2 separate regions of the Mus musculus genome follow, and region 1 is linked to region 2. Evidence: chromatin contacts called from public promoter capture Hi-C data. All regions are on one chromosome and are shown on one strand. Each heading gives the region's core, a stretch centred on a gene start, on an enhancer-like site or on the middle of the called end of the contact. The rest is flanking DNA. Distances are from core to core; before and after follow the strand shown.

Region 1 (5,427 bases), core at 2,410-4,909, 240 kb before region 2:
CCAGGCCAAGTGTAAAGCTCTGAAGACAGTGCACATCTGAGAATCTGACTGCTTGCATTCCGTTTTCACTCACTCACTCACTCACTCACTCACTCACTCACTCACTCACTGTATAACATTAGGCAAGTTGCTTGGTCTCTCTGATAACCAGTTTTCCTACCTGTAAAATGAAGATATTATCACTCACCTGAAAGTATTGTAGGAACTGAATGAAACAATAGTGCATTCATAAGGTAGAGTACATGCATAAGTTACAGTGCATACATGAGGCACAGTGCATGCATAAGGTATAATGCATACATAGGACACAGTACATGCATATGGTTTTGTACATGCATAAGGTATCAGTGTGTGCATACATAAGACAATGCATTCATAAGGCATAGTGCATATATAAGGCAAGGTGCATGCATAAGACTTTATGTCTTTTCAGTAAATGCTAGGAGTTATTACCAGTTGATTTTTTTTTTCATGATTACTCTCAAATTACGGGACATCTTAGAACAATGCACCTATTCTGGATCTCTGCAGTTTCACAGAAATGTAAAAACTTTGGGTAAAGTTAAAAGTAGCACCCCGGACAGTGGTGGCCCACGTCTTTAATTCCAGCACTTGGGAGGCAGAGGCAGGCGGATTTCTGAGTTCAAGGCCAGCCTGGTCTGCAGAGTGAGTTCCAGGACAGCCAGGGCTACACAGAGAAACCCTGTCTTGAAAAACAAACAAACAAACAAACAAAAAGTTAAAAGTAGCAATGATAGAAAAAAAGGGTTTCGGGTAAAGCCTACTAATATTGCTTAATTTTCATTTTGTTTACATAAGAAAGAAGTTTCACTTCTCCTCATAGTGATGGCAAATTGTGTTTGGCATTTGACTTTTAGTTCTCTCTTTCTATCCCCAGAAATAGTCACAGGCTACATTTGACTCGTCAGGATTTATAGAAGCAAGGATGGTTTAGTGTTGGAGTAGGGAGCTACAGAAACTCCCTCCCCTGACCCTAGTCATTCCCTGCTTATTCCCAGGACGCCTGACATACAGTGACGGCAACTTACACACGGTGCCTGGGAACCATAGAGAAGGTGCTATCCATGCAGGCCAGGGACACTTTTCTAAGGGGTTGTGAGTTCAGCAGTAGTCCAGAACGTGTAGGAATGGTGAGGTAACTGGGTAATGCCTCTCCTAAGTTGGCATCTATTATGTCAGTGGGACCTCAGATATCTACTTTTGGTTTTGGGTTGTTCTGATTTTTGAGACAGGGCCTCATGTAACCTAGGTTCGCTTCAAACTTGTATATAATAAAGAATGACCCTGAACCTCTGACTTTTAATGAGAGTGTCTGAGTTGTTGGGTAACCCCAGGCAGCGCTCTGGCTTCTTGTCTGTGACATCATGCTCTTTTCTTTTCTTTTCCAGATACTTACTGGAGCAAGATTTCCCAGGCATGAGAATTGGTCCAGAGCCAACCACAGATTCCTTCATTGCTGTGATGTATGGGGAGACTGAGGGAAGCACCCCTGGGAATGCTTTAGTTGTGGATCCCAAAAAGCCATTCCGAAAGCTTAGTCGCTTTGGAAATGCTTTCCTGAACAGGTAAGGACCGGCAAGCTGTCCTCTGGTTGACTATTGCCTATTATTTGTGGAGTCCAGACAAGACAGAGCATGTCTGTTCTGGAAGAGGAGAGGGTAGGGGTGGGGGTGGGATGGGGGTGGGGAGGGTTGCTAATCAATCTTACTTTACTCAAATCTGTTCCAAGTGACTGAGCATAGCCAAGGCCCAAGATTGGATGTTGTAGCTCCTCAGTATGAAGACAAATGGCGAGTAATGCGATTTGCACAGAATTAGTTAAGGGTGTTTAGTTTCTGTCACTAGTAGTATTAAGTAGCTGTAAGATAGCCACCTCTCTGGTATGGTATGCAGGGCTTTCCACACTCAGGAAGTTTAGCCCAGAGAAGACGTAAGGTCCCTGACACCCAGATTTGGTCTTTTGATTCAGGACAGGTTGCCTCACCTTCCTGAGTGTTCCTTTAGCCTTTCATTCCTAAGCTTTGAGCTCTGTCCTTATTCCCTGGAGCAGGGCAGGCTGAGATAGGGTAAAACCCAAAAGTGAGCTTATATACATGGCATATACATAATTGTTCTAGATATAGATAGATATGGGTTGCTCTGCCTTGATTGGGGGTGTGTTTTGTCTGTGCCCCAAGCTTGGTTGTCTGTCAGCAGACTTTTCCAGTGTAGCTGAGGTCTTAGTCGGGTAGGCCTTCTGCTGCAGCTCCGCAGTAGGATGAGGTCTACTGACCTTTCTGCTCCACTGTGTCCCCTCCCTCCTTCCCATCTTTCCTTCTTTCTCCCCTCACCCAAGAATTTTTCTTTATTTTATTTTTTAATTATTTTATTTAGCTTGTTTGGTTCTAATATATATGAAAGAGAACATGCAATTCTTTTCTTTTTGTATCTGGCTTATTTCACATAACATGACATTCTCTGATTCCATTTTGCTACAAATGACAAGATTTTCTTTTCATGGCCAAGTAATACTCTATTGCATGCATATATCACATTTTCTTTCTTCTCTTTTGTACTGTGGCTAGGGATTGAACATAGTGTTCTCATGTGTTCTACCACTGAGCTATAACCTCAGTCCTCTTTTTACTTTTTTTTTTTTTTGGAGGGGGTCCCAGGATCTTGCCCAGGCTGGCCTTGAACTCCTGCGCCTATCTTCTAGTAGCTAAAATTGCAGCTATCCCCAGAACTGACTACCGTATTTTCTTATCTTGTCCTTTGTTGATGGCTACCTGAGCTGCTTTCATATTTTCTCTGTGAATAGTGCCACGGTAACCATGGCTGGGCAAGCATCTCCTGTGCGCCCAGTTTCATTTCTTCAGGTATATTAGCTACACAGGAATGAGATGGCAAGTGACAGGTGGCTCTTTGTTATTTGAGGGTACTATGTTTTCCATAGTGACTGCCCCACCTGACATCACTACAGTGCATAAAGGTGCGTTTCTCCTCCACATTATCACCAGCCTTCAAAATAATATCCATTCTGATGCGAGCGAGGTGGGATCCCATTGATTTGTATTTCCCTGATGGTGATAGTTAACGATACTGAGCATTTTTTCTTGTGTTTAACTGACATTTTTATTTCTTTTGAGATCATTTGGCCATTTTTTTATTATTATTATTGGTTGTTTGGGAGTTGCTGTCTTTACTTTTGGGTTCATTATGTAGTCTAGATTATCAACACCCTGATGAATGTTTTCCCGTTACATAGATTGTTTTTCGCTCTGTTGATTATTTCTCTTCTGTGCAGAGTTTTTAGTTTGAGGTAATGTTATTTGTCAATTTCTGCTTTTGTTTTGTATGTGTGTGTTTTCTTCTTAAAAACCCTTTCCTCTTCTTTCCTGCCATTCCTCCACACCCCTCTTTTTCCTCTTTTCTGAGTCTGGCTTTAGAGAGTGGGGGCCAGCCATCAGCTAGAAGTGGAGGGCCACTCCAGCTGCTTAGGGAGAGGAAGTAGGGCTGGCACTGAGGCTCAGCAGGAGACCTGAGATCACTTCTTCTTTCTAGATGTTTCTAAAAATAAGAGCAACACTCCCTCCTTCCCCCCCCCCTTCCCAGGCCTATCAGAGCCTGGGAGGCTCCATTCATGAGGACTCTGGAGTGAACACTTGTACAGTGGCTGTCCTGAGAGCCCAGGCAGCCTCCAAGTTTCCCTCTGTGCACAGAACCCCCTTAAAGACATTCAGATGCTCCTGTTGCAAACAATGATAACACATTGATGGGCAGAAAGAGAACTGGCCTGGGCAAGCAGGAGTGTGAGGGACATGTAGGTGGAGTCATGTGAAAGCTTATTCTTGTCATTCACAGTGACTTACAGAGCACTGTCCAGATGACTTCCCCTGTGCAGGAGGGGCTGTGCCTTAACTCCAGAGCAGTGACAGTGTCTCCTTGTGCAGTAGTTAAGCCCAGGACCCAGGGAAAGAACCCAAGGTCTTGAGTGTCTCAGAACAAAATGAATGAACCAAGTCCAAGGAAACTGAGACAAGACACATGCATGCATTCACACCCACACCCACATCCCCCACACAAGCACATCAATCAGGTGCTTTCTGGGTGCACAGGACATGAGTGAGCAATAAGCAGACTTGTCCCATCTCTGGTCTAGACAGAGGCAGGCCCAGTAGCCTCCCTCCTGGAAGACTGCCTTAGAATCCTAACACTCATTGCCCTTGCCTGTTGTGTGTGTGCTCTTTTTCTTTTCCTGACAGAACTTTAAAGAGAAATAAGCTGACTTTTTTTTTTTCAAAATCTCATTTAGCAAAGTCCATACTTCTAAGGGAATATGCAGGAAGAATGGTTATTGGTTTGTTTTACTTTCTCAAATAATTTGCTTTCCTGAAATAACAATGTGTTTTAGATCTCAAACTTTAGAGCAGATGAGTTTGGGAGAAAAGTATAGAGGAGAGATTTTAAATGGCAGGCTTTACTCTCTTAGAATTTAAAATGGGCTGAAAATAGCCCATGCATTGTGCAGTCACATTGAGTCCAGGGAAACAGAAAAACAAAACCCAAACAACTCTACGACATATGTCCATCACTGTCCTAGCATTACTTGTATATGCATCATGGAAAGCTGAGCTCGAGTAACCTGCAGTCCTTATGAAGGTGCATGTGGAGGCTGCAGTGATGAGGAACTGATGAGCAGTGAGGGTAAGATCATGCCTTTGGGGCACTCAGCCTAGGGGCAGTGTTAGGATTAGAACCCAGGCCTAGAGACCACAGTGCTGAGCTGTCCAGAGGTGCAGTGTTTAAACTCTGTCTGCTGTCCCTATTTAACTTCAGGATAACATGAAACAATGGAGAAGAGACTATCTCCCAGGGTATAGTTTGCATAATTTTATCAGCACTATACTTGTGGGATTAACAGAGAATACAATGGCCAGTTCACTAGTAAGAAATGGTGATCAGGAAGAGGCAAAATTCAGGTTTCCCTCTTCCTACCCTTTGCTACCTTGTACTCCAGCAATGAGGAATGTCTGTCTCTCAAGCCATCCTGATGGCTGTGCCTGTGTGAGACTCACAAGTACAAGATGTGCCTCATGGAAATCCACAATGCTGACAGCCCAATTAAGAGGTATCTGTATGACAAGGCAGCTGTCTCACACAGTGCATAAGAAAGAACATCAGTTAGGGTGAGGCATTCAAACTTGTGTGTATATGGTGTGTGTGTGTGTGTGTGAGAGCTCTCTGGGATACAGCAGGGTTAGTGTCAAAGTCTGGAACTCTTAGTATGACACACTTTTTCTGGAAACTAGGTCAAAATATAGTAGGAAGGAAAACCAGTTGTTTTCTGTGTAGAGCTTTCTCCCTAAGTCTTGATGACAGGGGCCTCTCATGGCTTTAGCCACTGCTCCCAAGGGCATCTTTAAA
Region 2 (5,071 bases), core at 1,775-4,274:
CGCCCTCTTCTGGAGTGTCTAAAGACAGCTACAGTGTACTCACATATAATAAATAAATCTAAAAACAAACAAACAAAAAAAACAACTAAATCAAAAAACTTAAACCAACCAATTTATTGCACCAGTTAACCAAAATACATAAAATCAAAGACCAATTTATGACCCCAAGCTATCATAAACTTGAGGCACGTGGCAATAATTAAAAGAAGAATCCTGGGGGGAGGGTATAGGGGAATTTCGGGATAGCATTTGAAATGTAAATGAAGAAAATATATAATAAAAAATTTAGAAAAAAGAGGAAAAAGAAAAAGGCACGCGCGCGTGCGCGTGCACACGTGCACACACACACACACACACAGAAGAATCCCCCAGACCCTACTGCCCATAGTGCTGATAACCTAACCAGATAGTGATTCTCACAAGTGGGTTTACCACTGAACCATTCTCACAAGTGGGTTTACCACTGAACTGTATATCCCCATCCCATGCTTGATTTTTCTCATCTACAGCTTGAAATATGTTGTTTCACACATACAAAGACTACTCTTAAACTCTAAGATAACCTTAATGTCCACTGCTAAAATCAAATGTACTTTAGAAGTGCTAGGCTACTCCAAGAAAGAAAAAAGAAATCCATTCTGGCAATATTCTAAAGTACTCTGTATTTTGCTCTCTTAACGTTTTAATAAAGAACACAGGCTGGTGGTGCAAACCTTTAATCCCAGCACTGGGGAGGCTGAGGCAGGAGAATCTCATAGGCCAGGCTAGTTTTTGGTTCAGCCTTTCCTCATCAAGCATTTACCTAGATTAAAGTACGGGTTGGAAAGGGCCTTAAACTAAGTTGTAAAGAGAGAAATTCCTGGGCTAGAGAGATAGTTCAATGGTTGTTAAGAGTACTGATTGCTCTTCCAGAGGTCCTGAGTTTAATTCGCAGCAACCGCATGGTGGCTCACAACCATCTGTAATGGGATCTGATGCTTTCTTCAGATCTGATGTGTCTGAAGACAGTGACAATGTACTCGTATAAATTAATCTAAAAAAAAGAGAAATTCTCAGTCCCCCCACTACACATATTCACACTCTCTAACAGACGTCATTTAAAACAATGTAGCAAGATGCATTAATTGTAACTTTGGGAAATTTTTATTATAATGGTCACCCTGATACAACCCATAAAACACACTATGTAGCAACCCAATTAAATGATTTACATACTCAACTACACCAAGTCAAAATTCGAAATCAATATATTACTTTTAAAACACAAATTTCAAATGATGGTCAACACATTCTAAATGTTGCCCATGCTAACCATGTCCTTTTAAACGATAAATGTACTACTATACAGGAGGCTCACTATGGTGTTTGTCTTTTGATTAAATTAAATCGCATTTTGAAACTCAAATTTTTTACATATCTCCATTTGTAGGTATTAATCTGAAACAATTCAAGTTAACAAGCTTTTAGTTGCCTATGGGTTACTAAGTAGAACCTGAAAAACTAACCTTTACTGCAGAAATGGACAGCAAATTTGAAATAAATATGCCAATGCACCCAGGGAATGAAATTTCAGGTCTTTCACTTGTGTTGCAGTTAAGTGGACACAACTTACTACCTATGTATAAAAAAATAAAACAGCCTCCAGTTACTCGCTTTTCAGCTAGCCACAAACATGAAAAAAATGTCGCAAAGAAAACTCTTCCAGGGTAGAGTCCCAAGGATCACGTGCAGCCAGGCGGAACCCTGTGTTCCTAAGGCTGTTCAGCCGCTTTCGGTTACCTTGGAGACTACACAACTAGTCACCCCGCCAGCCCATTTCCCAGCAGTCCTCTCGCTACTCTCCTGCACCTTAACTGCAGCAGCGTCGTGCGCAAAAAGCCAGCAAGACAGGCAGAGTTGACCAAGCACTTGGACACGCAAGCTTGGCAAGCTCAACAACACCCACAGACTGAGCATAAGTGAGCCCTAACTTCTCAAGATCCACGTGTCGGCTTCGGCGACGCGAACAAGAGTGGGTCTCCCTCAGACGGAGATTTTTCCCGTTCTACTAATCAAGCCACTCTTCAGGCACTCTTCACCCATGCCTGCTACCATCCTTTTGCCAGAGAAAAAGAGACATTCTTGGGGAACGAAAGAGAAGGCTAATGCCCTTGCGCACCTTACACTCGACTCAAAGACGTACTTGAAAATTCAACAGAAACGGGAAGTCCTATGGACAGAAAACCAGTCAGGTTACCCCAGAAAGAGAAAAAGGAACCACCACCTGTTCCCTACCTGTTTTCTCCGCCTTCGAATTAGCACTTACAAATCACAGCTCCTTTGTTTACAAAGTTCTCACTCTCATTCAACTCACTCATCGCCCCCTCATTAAATTCGGGGCCTTGCCTCAATTTGACCCGAAATTACACGCTAGGAAATGTTTGAATAGGTGTCAAAACACTGCATCCAGTTCCTTGGAGAAACAGACATTGGTTGTTTCCCTCGGAGAGTTGAAACTCAGAGAGCTGAACTCTTAAAACCTGTGCTTATTCCATCGATAACCAGGCTAGAAATCGTCACGCGGAACGTGCCATGCTGTTCAACACCCCACGCACGCGAGGGCAGGGCCGTGCCGTAGGCACTTCTCACCCCGCCCGCCTCGTGGTCTCGGTCTCCGGCGTCGATGTTCCTAGTTAGTTCTCCGAGCGACACGGAAGTGAGGTCGGGGAGGCGTGCGAGATGACATGCGCAACTCGCTCAAGGGACCAAAGGCTGCACAGCGTAAGGCCCAGCCAGGCCCAGGCGTGCGAAGCTCTCTCTGCGGAACGCTGGGCAAGCCGTTCAAATACACAAGTGGTTTAAACTCAAAAAAACTCCAATCGGGCCACTATTGAAGCGACGCCCTCCACCCAGGCCCGAGAGTTACCGTGCGGGGCGTGGCCGGCCTCACCCCGAGTCCTTCACATCCCTCTAGGGGAGGGTTATTCTGAAGGGTTCGCACACCGTGTGTCCGCTTCAGCTGAAGAGCCTGCGCACGCACCGGATGTCCACGTCACTGCGCACGCGCTCCTACCAGCTTGGAGCCGACCGCGCAGGCGCATAGGGAGGCGCGAGCAGCACCTCTTTGCCCCTCCCCCAACATCAGGAGGCCAAACAGCCCGGAGCAGCGTCAGGACCCTTGGGTTCCGCCCACGGAGCCGAAGCCGTAGCCTTTTCGCATTTTAGTAATCCAGAAAGAACTTATGAAGCTTCCAGAATCAGGAAAGGAGAGACAGGAGAGAGGTACACAATACGCTCAATCCTGTATTCGAAGCCTTCGTGAAAATTCTGAAACCACTGCCCTCCAGGCCTTTCCCAACAAGACTCTTCAGCCTTTCCCAGAGACTTCTCACCGGCCCCGCCCCTGCCGTACCCAGCCCCACCCACATGAAGCTTCATAGACCTCCTGGCTTCGCAAATCCTTCAAAAAAAAAAAAAAAAAAAAAAAAAAAACGGAGGACCTCCTGTACAAAGTGCTATGGGGTTGGAAAGTACCAGAACACTGGAAAAGCTTGAAGCAAACACCACGAAAGAAGAGTAAGCAATTTTCCAATATTCGCCAACAAAGAACACTAGGAAAATTCGAGAAAGCCTTGTTGAGCGCAGAGAATGGAAGTTTATGCCTATATTCTCAACACTGAGGCTGAAGCAGGATTGCTGCGAGTTCGAGGCTAACCTGAATTCTATAGTGAGTTCACGTTCCAGAGTAGGCTAGGCTGCCAAGACACCGTGCTGGAATGAAAAGCAAAGCAAAGAAAGGTTCTATAAAGGAAAAAGAGCTGCCACTAAATTGCCTGATACCAAGATGAAAGATGTCTTAAAAAGAAATGGTCAAGAATATTTTTGTTGTTGTTGTTGCTTCTTCAAGACAATGAAGCTTAAAAATGTAAAGAAAACATTAACCAACAATGTATATTTTTGTTGTTGTTGTTGCTTCTTCAAGACAATGAAGCTTAAAAATGTAAAGAAAACATTAACCAACAAGTATGTCAGACAATTGCCAAACTAAGTCAGAGAGCAATAATTCTCAACCAAACATCAAAAATTTTAGGTTTTTTTCTCTACCATTTACTACTTTCATGCTGCTAACCTACCAGTAAATGTTTAAAGTGAAAAGGAGTAATTACGAAATAATTAAGTAGAAAACATAAAATGCAGTCCATATTCCCAAACTTTTCACTCTCAAGAGATAATAGAAAAACTTATTTTGTGCTAAGTGACAATACAAACACTTTGAAGGAAACCAAGAATGTAAGGATGGAGCCAAGAGGAAGGACAAGGATAGCCAACAGGGTTGATCTGACTTGCTTCGTTTCACTTAGCTATTTATTCCTGAGGAGATACGCAACACATAGGCAGAAACTGAACTAAAGTTTACAGACTTCTGAAATCCATGATTCAGGAAAACCATTCAAGATCTTAGAAGACTGAAAACCATTTCTTTAACACGTTCCTCTTCTCTGACTCAAGAACCTTTCCTACTAAACCAAGATGCCTTCTCGAGGGTTATAATGGTTTCTCAAAAAAATCTCATTTTTCTGAGACTAAAATTTGAGTTTATTTACTAGTAAAATGTCTGCCCCTAAGGTATGAATGACTCGGTAGCATCTCAAAAAAAGACAACCCAAATAGCATCTCTAATTGGAAAAATCTACGAGAACAACTTGCATGGGAAAGTACAACAGAAATGCTCTTTGGTGCTCTTTCCCTGCTCCAAGCAAACATGAAATACCAGATTTCAATTTTCAACAATTACTGATTTTCATTACTGAGTAGCTAGTTTCCTGAGCATATTGTCAATCACTTTCCCAAAATCCTAAGAATGTCTGCCCTCACATTCAGGGCTTTCTCATTGTTTTCTCTGAAGACCTCTTCTCACAATTTCTAGAGCTTCTTGCAGACCTCCATTGCTGACTCAAAAGGCATGACTTTCTTACAACTCCATCTCCCTACAGGTGACAAGATTTACAGCTTGCTCACCCTACTGCTTTTCTCTCAACTACTGAAATGGTCCTCCAGATTAATTTGTTTTAGGTAACAACAAATTTCTAAG

What was found. Promoter capture Hi-C pulls out the DNA fragments that hold promoters and counts their contacts.
Region 1: a contact with region 2 is called in a promoter capture Hi-C map of pre-B cells, with 2.2 times the contacts expected there. The contact joins the enhancer-like site here to the promoter of Mga in region 2. A contact is called at or near these places in 3 of 39 promoter capture datasets (erythroid cells, neural stem cells and pre-B cells), 2 of 484 Hi-C or Micro-C datasets (neutrophils and pre-B cells) and 1 of 115 datasets of contacts at active chromatin or transcription factors (microglia).

The regions. Positions count from the first base shown.
Region 1 is chr2:120,133,058-120,138,484 of GRCm38.p6, reverse strand. It overlaps Ehd4 (EH-domain containing 4), which reads left to right. Exons shown (of 6, transcript NM_133838.4): 2 at 1,410-1,586. Among named protein-coding and RNA genes, the nearest start is that of Ehd4, 19 kb to the left of the region's middle. Within about 2 kb of position 3,659, at least 106 of the 459 cell types and tissues checked have an H3K27ac peak or open chromatin away from gene starts, as enhancers often do. A contact at or near this core is called in microglia, neural stem cells and pre-B cells, where this site is marked.
Region 2 is chr2:119,895,181-119,900,251 of GRCm38.p6, reverse strand. Mga (MAX gene associated) reads right to left here and starts at 3,024. Exons shown (of 24, transcript NM_013720.2): 1 at 2,906-3,024.